Linked DNA regions of Macaca mulatta: region 2 is linked to region 1. A link is a contact called in public Hi-C data. All regions are on one chromosome and are shown on one strand. Each heading gives the region's core, a stretch centred on a gene start, on an enhancer-like site or on the middle of the called end of the contact. The rest is flanking DNA. Distances are from core to core; before and after follow the strand shown. Region 1 holds the start of TPRG1 (tumor protein p63 regulated 1). Region 2 holds the start of LPP (LIM domain containing preferred translocation partner in lipoma).

What was found. A called contact is a pair of places that touch in the nucleus more often than the background predicts.
Region 2: a contact with region 1 is called in a Hi-C map of liver, with 4 times the contacts expected there. The contact joins the promoter of LPP here to the promoter of TPRG1 in region 1. A contact is called at or near these places in 2 of 14 Hi-C or Micro-C datasets (fetal cortex germinal zone and liver).

The regions. Positions count from the first base shown.
Region 1 is chr2:9,687,611-9,692,336 of T2T-MMU8v2.0, reverse strand. It overlaps TPRG1 (tumor protein p63 regulated 1), which reads left to right and starts at 2,751. Exons shown (of 12, transcript XM_077991227.1): 1 at 2,751-3,148. It overlaps LOC144338983 (a long non-coding RNA gene), which reads right to left and starts at 3,736. Exons shown (of 3, transcript XR_013413501.1): 1 at 3,003-3,736.
Region 2 is chr2:10,487,828-10,493,070 of T2T-MMU8v2.0, reverse strand. LPP (LIM domain containing preferred translocation partner in lipoma) reads left to right here and starts at 3,019. Exons shown (of 12, transcript XM_015132425.3): 1 at 3,019-3,626. It overlaps LOC144338990 (a long non-coding RNA gene), which reads right to left and starts at 4,114. Exons shown (of 2, transcript XR_013413511.1): 1 at 2,921-4,114; 2 at 1-197.

The sequences.
Region 1 (4,726 bases), core at 1,502-4,001:
TTCTGTTTCCCAACTTGAGCTGGGAAGGGATCCAGGCCATAGAAGGCTTTAGAAGACAACAAAATCAGTTGCCTAAACTCATAGCTTTCTTGGGCAAGTTTCTTTTCTTCTCTCTCCCTTCCCTTTCATCCTTCTTTCTTTTTTTTAGAGAGGGAAGACTAAAACCAGAAGATGGGTAGTTAATATAAGTAAGAGATAGAGAGTTACTGGAAGGGTTTTATTTCAGCTCAAGGTTTCTTTTTTTTTTCTTTTCTCCCCAGTTCTTTCTGATTTCATTTTCTAAAACTATAGTACATAGATTTGAGGGATCACGAAAGAAGTCCTGCACTCCTGCTCAGTGAATTTTAAACTCTTTTACACCTCCCGGGGTACCTGTTTACTGAAGTTAAAGGTGGGAACAACCTTCTTGGAAAAACCTTTGTCCACATTTGGATTACTTTGGTGGTCCTCTTGGCCTTGGGATCAAAGAAGCATTCACTTGCTCATCTAGTCTTTATCGAGCTCCTACTATGGATGTCACTGTGGTAAGCCCTGGGGCAAGTAAGAAAGGAAAGGCTCCTGTTCCCATCTCTCATGGAGTTTATAGGCCAATGTAAAAGATGAAACACAAGTAAATACACAATTACAAGATCTAGGAGGCACTACAAAGGAGCTATGAAACTACCCTTGCTTCTGCTGCCTAAAATCTGGCCCCAGAGCGAAATTTCTCCACTCATCATCATCCTGAGAGTGTAGCACAGCTGCGCTCCATGTCATCAGAGAGACTCACCTGGCCCTGCTGAGCTCTCCCTGGTTCCCTGGGACACCTGGTCTCCTTGCTGAGCTCCCGGTGTGCTTTCTCATTCTGCCCTGCTCACTCTCTGCCGGCACTATGTTCTCTGAATGCTGGCAAGCTTATGTTCTCTAAATCCTCCCTCTCTTTTCCTGCGTTTGGGTCTTTGCTCTTGCTGATCCCTTTATCAGGAACTTCCCTCACCTCTACCCCCACTTGTCCAAATGCTACCAGTTCTTCCAGGGTCTGTTCATGCTCCTTTACCCTCACTGCAGCCATCCTGAACTCTTCTCCCCACCTCGGGGAGTATCTGCTTGTTCTTCCCTGGTGCCCATGGCATTTGGTTTATTGTGCTAATCAGAGCACTCATCATCCACTGACTGGTATTACATAGTTACTTGTGTATCTGTCCTAGGCCCTTACCTACTTATTTCCAACCTAATGGCATGTCTATTTTTTCTGCATGTCACATAGAAGCAGGCACAGTTAACGCACAACGATATTATTGAATCAGTGCTCAGTAATGATGACTATTGTTATGCACTTGAGCCTGGAGACCTAGGACAGAGACAGGAGCATATCTGGATTTAAATCCCAGGGCCACTATATGTTAGCTGTGTAACCTGGGGCAACTTTATTAATAATAAAGTATGTGAACAATCTTATATCGCTGTACAAGGAGTGTTCATATATATTATCCAACTTAATTCCTAGAACAACGCTGTGTGAGAAGAACTACTGAGTGCTGACACTAGTCATTGTGCTAGGCTCATAGTTGAATTCAGATTCCAAATTAAGTAGCCCGATTGTAGAAAAAAACCACATATGAACATTTTTCTTTTTTCCTGGCTCAGCACTACCAGTACTGCTCAGCACTGCTTCTTTGAGGTACACTTATGCCCATTTTACAGATGAGAAAACTGAGACCTAGAAAACTTAAGTAATTTGTCAGTATTGTATAACTAGTTCATGCAAAACATGGGCTTGTAGGCACAAAGTCCATGCTCTAAGCTACCTATCTATGTTATCAGAGAAACATGACTATGACCAACCTAGCTATATACAATTTTCCACAGCCATGTGAAAGTTTTATGATTCTTTAACATTTCTGGGTGTCTGCTATGCTCGGTGCATTGGGCTGGACCTTGTATATGTTGGGAAGAAGGAGGACTTACAAAGACTAAGATACAGTTTCTGCTTTCAAGAAGTAAATAAAAAACAACTAAAATATTCTATCATCCACACCTATTCCCTCTCCCTTCTTTTTTCAGCATGTTACTGGATGCTGCCTCTTTATCCATCTGCCCTGGTGGAGATCTTGAGGTTACAGGAATAGCCAAGAGAGACACAGGCAGAGTTAAGTCCAAAGCAGTCAGCAAAGGTAAGGAGACATAGATGGGTCCAGGTGGTAATGGATGTAGATACTGGACTTGAAGATTTCGGTTTCTAGAGAAGACAGCAGCTCTCCATGCCCAGTTTAATGCCATGGATTAGCGTGGGAGTGGCCCCAGACCCGCAGGGAGAAAAGGCCAATGGTCAGAGTGGAGATACTCAGGACACGCCAGGTGTCCGAGGGACTGGAGAGTTATCCCTCTCTATTACTAAGTGGATTTCTTCTCCCCCTTGCAGGCCAAAGCATGAATACTGGACATAGCCCACATCGAGAGTGGAGAACTTGGTTTTGGTTCCCAAGTAGACCACTCATCAGCAGATGACTGTGAGCAAGTCACTTCCTCCCTCCAAAACTCCATTTCTGCAGGGATTCCATAAAATGGGCATAAGGATTTTCACTGTACTCGTATGAACTGGATTAGGTCATCATGTGCTTTAACACTCTTGGCTGTGAGCACTAGGTGCAGCCAACATGCTGATGCGAAAGAAACGTCTAGGTTTTGCCCCCTGCGTCTTTCCTCGTGACAGGATTATGCTGACGGAGGGCACATCAGATTGACTCACACATACTGAAATGGTCATAGTTATTGAGGTTACCCAGTTTCCAGGCCTGAACTAGTAAACCTAGCAATGAGAATCAGCCAGCATTAGCAAGTTTTCCTTGTGGGAGTGGGGTGGGGGTGGCGACTGGAGGGAGTAGGCGCTGAACCAGGAAAGGAGGAGGATGCTCATTGGCTAAAGATCCGTGCCTGGAAATTAACAGCGTTAAAGTGAGACTTGCTTTAAGTTCCAATCCGGTAAGGCAAATGGAGAGGCTGTCAGGAGACCAGAACTTTACCTCAGCTGTGCACTGACGCACCACGTGCTTTGGTGCACATCCAGCGCCTCTCCCTGCCTCAGTTTCTCCGTTTGTAAAACAACAGCTTGTAAAGGTCTGGGGATCTTCTCATCCTCGGGAGTTTTCTAAGGATGCAGGCGAAAGAGGTAGGAAATGTCCTCTGTCTCTGTCCTGGGTCTTCGGGATCAAGGCCTTTTGAACCAATTCCGGAATCCGCCACCGGGCGGTGGTAGGAGAGAGCCAGAGGATTCGTCAGTAAGGGTGCGTGCGTGACACAGGACTTTTAAATAGATCGCTTTGTATCTAGCACGGTAGCACCTGCTTCTAAGCTTCCAACGGCAGCTCCAGCAACGCGATCATTCAAAAGCGGCCGCTTTCCATTCACGTCTATAATTAGCGCGCAGGCTGCAGCTCAGGCTGGAGCTGCAAAGCGGGGCGGCGGCCTTGTGGGCGGGGCCACCACCTCCTAGCCCCGCCCCCTTCGAATTCCACCTTCCCCGCCCTTCCCAGCCAGGAGCCTCCTGCAGCCTCCTCCCCACCCCCACTCTCTGTCCTCGCCCTGGTCCTGGGCTTCGCTCTCGGCGCTCCAGGATTCCTGGACGACAGGGCCCAATCGTACCCTCACTTTGGGATCACTCTTGTGCAGTAAATAAGCACCTTGAAAGACGCATTCCAGGAGGGCAGCTATATTTAGAGTGGCATCCTCCTCTCCTCCCCGCACGCTCCTGCATCCCGCCCTCTCCCCTCCCCGCCCCGCTCCCCGATGCCCCTCCCAGCCACCTCTCCCTCTTTGTCGCATTACATAGTAATCTGAGATGCACTGGATGTGCTCCAGGGAACAGAATGTACTTGGCAGAGACGCGGGGCTTGATGTCTGCAAAATGTCGGAAACGCAGCCAAGAGCTGCTAACTGGGTCATTAACCTCCAAAAGCAAAGCGAGGACTGTAAGGCCCGCTCTGCCTCCCTTCATCTCGCCAATAAAAGTGCCTCAGTGTGAGGGGGAAGAAAAAGCCCAAGGTTGGCTGCTTTGATTTCTAGGCACCAAAGGCAGGCCCGTCCTCTCCTCCTGGCCCGGGCCCCAGCCCCTCCGGGCCAGCTTCTGCGCCGCATCAGAGTTTACAAGTGGCCTTTGAAAGGCTCAGCAACCCCGCAGGGCCATGCTTGCGCCTCAGTAAAGAAGTTACCCAGCAGCCCTTCCCTACCGCACAGACTTGGACCCATTTTCTTGGGTCCAGGAGGAGTTAAGGGAGTCGGGGTGAGCAGGGGTGAAAGGAGAAGGTCCCAGGCCCTTCACCTACAGTCACGGGCTCTGCAGTCTCTCTCCTCCTCTGCTTCTCTCCCTCTTATTCCTCCCCCTCCTCTTTCTTCTTTCTCTCTTCTTCCTTTCCCTCTTCCACTTCTTTCTGAGAGCAGGCTTTGAGGTAGGTGCATGAATACATGGCTTGGCTCCAGGAGATTTGCATTCAAGTTGCTCGCAGCTCTGTCACTTGCTATGTGACCTTGGGTGAGTCACTCATTTCTCTGCTTTTAAATTCCCTTCTTCTTAATTGTTCACCACAATAACACCTTCCTGACATACATCACAAAACAGGCCAAATGAGAAACTCTTTCCCTGACCGCCTTGTCTTTCATCCCTCTGAAAGCCCTGAGGTCCAAAGTGCCTCTGGCCTTGTGTGTACTCCTGGAAAATAGGAATATAAGTGATCTCAGCAGAAAGATTCAA
Region 2 (5,243 bases), core at 1,770-4,269, 800 kb before region 1:
CTGGTCTCAAACTCCCAACCTCAGGTGATCCGCCCGCCTAGGCCTTCCAAAGTGCTGGAATTATGGGTGTGAGCCACCGCGCCCCGCCCCCATGCTAATCTTGATTGCTGCTTCCAAATGCCTGGGCTCCTCTTGTTGGTCTGCTTGCATTCAGGCCCCATCACTTGAGGTTATCTGAAAGAGAGAGCTGAGGACTCCTGAGGGAAAAGGGAAGATGTGCAAACAGAGATAAGCAGGGAGAGGTAAGATGTGCTTGGAAAACTACTAGAAGCAGGGTGGAGGGTGGGGGCACATAAAATCCTGGAAGAAATGAGGCTGAAGGAACAAGTAGGTGCCAAATTATGAAGGTCTGTGCAAACCATACTAGAGGCATTTGGCCTGATGGGTGTTAGGTTCTCAGAGGCAACAGCAGATTGGTATTTACCTTCTATCACCCATGGCCCTCTTATTCTTATTGCTTTTCTAGTAGCCTCTTCAGAACTTTTCCTCTTGGTCAGCTGTAGGAGATCATAAGTTCCCTATGCTGGAGTGTTCAAACTGAGAGCAGATGGTCACTCGACAGTGGGTGAGCGAGGTGCCAGCTTGCCAGGGATCAGCGTGGAATTTTAGCTTACCTACCCTCAGCTGAGTAAGAGCTTACTCAGCTCAGGGCTGGGCGCGGTGGCTCACGCCTGTAATTCCAGCACTTTGGGAGGCCGAGGGCAGATCACGAGGTCAGGAGATCAAGACCATCCTGGCTAACATGGTGAAACTCCGTCTCTACTTAAAAACTTAAAAAAAAAAAAAAAAAAAAAAAAAATCGGGCTTGATGGTGGGCGCCTGTAGTCCGGGCTACTCAGGAGGCTGAGGCAGGATAATGGCGTGAACCCAGGAGGTGGAGCTTGCAGCGAGCAGAGATCGTGCCACTGCACTCCAGCCTGGGCGACAGAGCGAGACTCCATTTCAATAATAATAATAATAATAATAATAATAATAATAATAAAATAAAAATAAAAAGAGCTTACTCAGCTCTTAACACAGAGCTAGTACTTAAACTCCCTGGGCTTTAGTTTCTTTATGGATAAAATAAAAAAATAATAATGCCAACCTAAGAAGGGTCTTGTGAGAGTTAAGTGAATTGTATATGAAAACTCCTTAAAATATTGCTGGGCACTCCAAAATAAGGACTGGCATGAGCTCCACAAAGGCCATGTGTACAGGACTGTAATGGATGCAGATGAAAGGCAGGACCCAAGCCCAGCTTGCCTGAAAGTCTTTTATGCCATTACTGAACCCATGAAAATGCTGCTGGTAGCCTTTAGGCCACCAGTGTGCTATCCTTGGACCAAATGACCCCACACTACACCTGAAGTTCTGTGCTTTTTTTTAGTCTCTGAATTGGTAAACCAGTATTTTTCTACCACTGAGTGCAAATTTATACAACCTTCCCATTTCGTGCAAGCCCCTGCACACAGAAAGTCGTAACAGGGGGTTGAGAAAAGTAAGAGTACGAAAGAAACCGGAACAGTCAATGGGAATGAGGCTTTTGGTGGGGTTAGCACTGACAACAACGCTGTATGTGGTTCACTAAGCATCCAGATTATGACTTGGGTGGTTATATTCCTGGGAAGTTCCTCACGAGTCAAAATTATCTTTTGTAGTTAATCTTATATGATGTTCATGCTAACACCATGCTCACCACGCTCACTTGAGCAATTCATAAACATTTCAGGAGGAGAAACAGTGATCTTCCCCAACACACCCATACAGCACTTTCAACATAATTAGTAGCGTTTCTGGATCCAGCACAGTACTCTTATAATGTGTATGATGGAAGAAATGAACAACTCTAATTATACTTTATTAAATCTTAATCCTCATTAGGACCCTATTATTCTTTATAAGTGGGTTACTGAAGGAAAAAGAAAGGAAATGCTGGGCAAGTCCCGTTATATTCCATGAGAATTGAGATAATCCATTTTTACTTCATGTAACACTGGAATTCTTTTCATAGTAAACCCTAGTACTCAGAATGTGAGTATGCTGAAATGTTTGAGTGAGTGAACTGTGTTTTGATAGGATCTGACCTTTTTAAAACCCCAGAAAAAAATCTCTCTAAGAGCTCATATCTCCCATTTCAAACTATGTTAGTTGCAAAGAGATAAATTCTTTATTATTCTGTGGAATGAGTGGTTATTCTCGACCTTATCTCTCTCTCTCTCTCTTTTTTTTTTTTTTTTTTTTTTTTTTTTTTAAGACAGAGTCTTGCTCTGTCCCTCAGGCTGGAGTGCAGTGGCGCAATCTCGACTCACTAAAACCTTTGCCTCCCAGGTTCAAGCAATTCTCCTACCTCAGCTTCCGGAGCAGCTGGGATTACAGGCGCTCGCCACCACGCCCGGCTAATTTTTTGTATTTTTAGTAGAGACAGGGTTTTGCCATGTTGGCCAGGCTGGTCTCCAGCTCCTGACCTCAGGTGATTTGCCCGCCTCGGCGTCCTGGAATTACAGGTGTGAGCCACCACGCCCAACCATGTTCATATTTTTGTATGTGAACATTAGATAGTTGTTAGGAACAGGTTAAGTAGTCTTACCCCTGAAATGTCTGAATTCAAACACTTATTAAGCACAAGGAAGGTGCTTAATAAATCCAATAACGTGTGTTTTTACATTATTAATTCCTGGTCAAAAGAATCCCACTAAAATCCATCCTCAGAAGGCCCACTTTTTGGAGTTTTTATGAATCGGTAGTTCATGGTGTACTCTCAACAGTTATGAATGGAATTATGTCCTGCTAGAGGTCAGGGCCAGGTATGGAAAGATCAAGGGATTAGTCAGGAGACCCGTATGGGAGGAGGGGAAGACAGGTGCTGGGCCAGTAACGTTCCTTAAGTTTTTGCCTGAAGTGTAAAGCGGGGGACTACGCTTTGTCCTATCTAACTCACCTGAAGATGCAATAGCCGGGTGAGAGACTGCTTTCATTATATGCTAACGTGAGGGATGATTTTAGATATTAATAGGAGAGAAGTACAAGGAAAGGAAGTCTCAGGGCATGGAGTGCTTTCCAGGCAATGGCTGCTGCACGTCATAATCCCCTAACACAGTAAGTGGTGGTTCTCATCGTCGTTCACCCTTACAGATGTCAGAGGGGGGAAAAAATCCAACTCAAACCTTCCAATAACAGGATTGTCTGTATTCAAACCAGTTCATCCCGTTCGCAGACTTTTTTGAAGCTATAAGCACAGAGTAAGCTTTCTGGGCGGGGCTCAGAAGTAAACGTTAAACTCCAGGGATTCATATATTTGAGCACAGAACAGAGGAAGTTGCCCTGGAGCAACTGATTGTCATTGATATTCAGGGCTCACTGTCAACCAGGACCTTCCAGGAACTGGCTCTGGGCCAAGAGCAGTAGAAATCACTGGGTGGTCTGCGCAGCCTGCGGACATCTAACCTGCTTCAAGGCTCAGGGCTAAAAGGAAGGCAGGGCCCTTCCTGGAGGCGGCAACCCAAGTGGGAGGCAGAGCACCTGGGCCTGCTCCTCGATCTGTTGAGTGACGACCCTGTACAAGTCATTTCTCTTCGGAGAGCTTCAGTTTCCTCACGTGCCAAGCGGACGGGTTGGAAGTTGGTCTTTGCCAGCTCTGACACCTTGTAAGTTTTCAGTCTTGCTGGGAATCCAGGGCGGGGCTCACGAGGAAAATCTTGGAAGGGGATTTCATGGCTGGATCTCTTCCACTCAAGCTCAGTGCCTTAATTTGACGCCTTAATAGCAGACGCAGGCTTTTCCATTTTCCAGGAGCCCCTGACGCGGCCGCTTCCTCCTACGTCTCCTCCCTCTTCCTCTAGCAGGGGTAAAGTCTCCACATCTCCCTCTTTCCCTTCCTCCTTTGCAAGCTCCCTGCATTCCCGCGTCTCCTCCTCTTCCTCTCAGGAAATGCAATGCCCTCGGTGCGCCCACCTTTTGGCAAAGCCACTGCCGGCTGCGGGTTTCCCCTCCCCCGCCAGGCGAGCTCTGCGCGGCGGCTCCGCGGGCACACGCCTTCCCATACCTTACATGGACAAATGCGTGCAGGCAAAGTCAGGAATTCAGGCCCCTGACGTCAGCCTCCAGCGCTCAGGGCACCGCACGGGAGACCACGGGGAGGGGGTGGGGACGGTGGGGAGGAAGGAGGGGGAAAGGCACCAACCAGCAGCCGCTCCAGCCCTGCCGAAGTTTCACTTTTTGTCTGTGGGTTCGTTCCCGGGTCCCGCGCGAGCTTTCCCGGGATAAGTAGCTTTAGCGATCGGGGGACAGCCGGGCGCTGCAAGGTAAGGGCTGGCTGCACGGCCCGGGGCGCGGGGCGCGGGGCGCGGGGCGCGGGCGGCGCGCTGGAGGAGGCCAGTGTGGGGCGCGGGGCAGGGCCTGTCCGGGGCTGGGGACAATGGGAGGGGGAGTGCCCGGGCACCTCCTCCTCTGTCTCTGCCTCCGCCTCCAGCCGCCGCCGCTGCCGCCGCCGCCGCCGCCGCTGCCCCGGCTGCCTCCTCCCTGAGGTATTGTTGCAAATCCTTCCTTCCCCTCACCCTCCGCCCGCGGGCGCCTCGGGAACCCCCAGCCCTCCCCCGGCGCGAGCGCCTCCGGGGTGGCAGGAGCGCGGGGCGCGCGCCGTGCTCTGGCCTGGCCCGCTGTGCGGAAGTGCCGGCCGCGGCCCAATCACGGGGTGCACGCCATGGGGGAGGGGGACCCAGAGTTTTTCCGAAAGCGTCGACCCCAGGCTAGGCGGGGTTGGAGCCTTGCGCGCCCCCTGCCCGGACTTTTCTGGGCGCCCAGGGGGCGGGGCCACGCCCATCCGCTTAGAGCTTTCGCGGAATCACAGTTGTCACAGCGGAAAGGGCCTAGACCCACTCCTCCAAGTCCTCCCATTTTACAGTTGGGGCAGCTGAGGCCCAGAGAGAAGGAGGGTCGCCCGGAAGTTATTTAGTAGAGGCCAAACCGTAATTCAAATAGTTGACTCCGGACTTCAGTTCCCTTCTCTAAGCATTTCTCTAGCACCCTGTGTGTGGCAGACACTGCGCTGGGTGTGTTGGACGTTGCCCTCCAGGAACTTTGTGGAACCTGGGAGGCAAACCTGGCCTAGGGTAGAAAGTGCTAAGTGCTGGAGGAAAGGCATGGACAAAGTTAAAGGAAGTTGCAGGGAAGGAGTTTGATTTTCTGGTCCCTGGGACGGCCCTTTGGAGAGTCCTGCACTTAATGGGGCTTTTGAAGGATGAGGAGTTTCCTGAAGCCAGCTA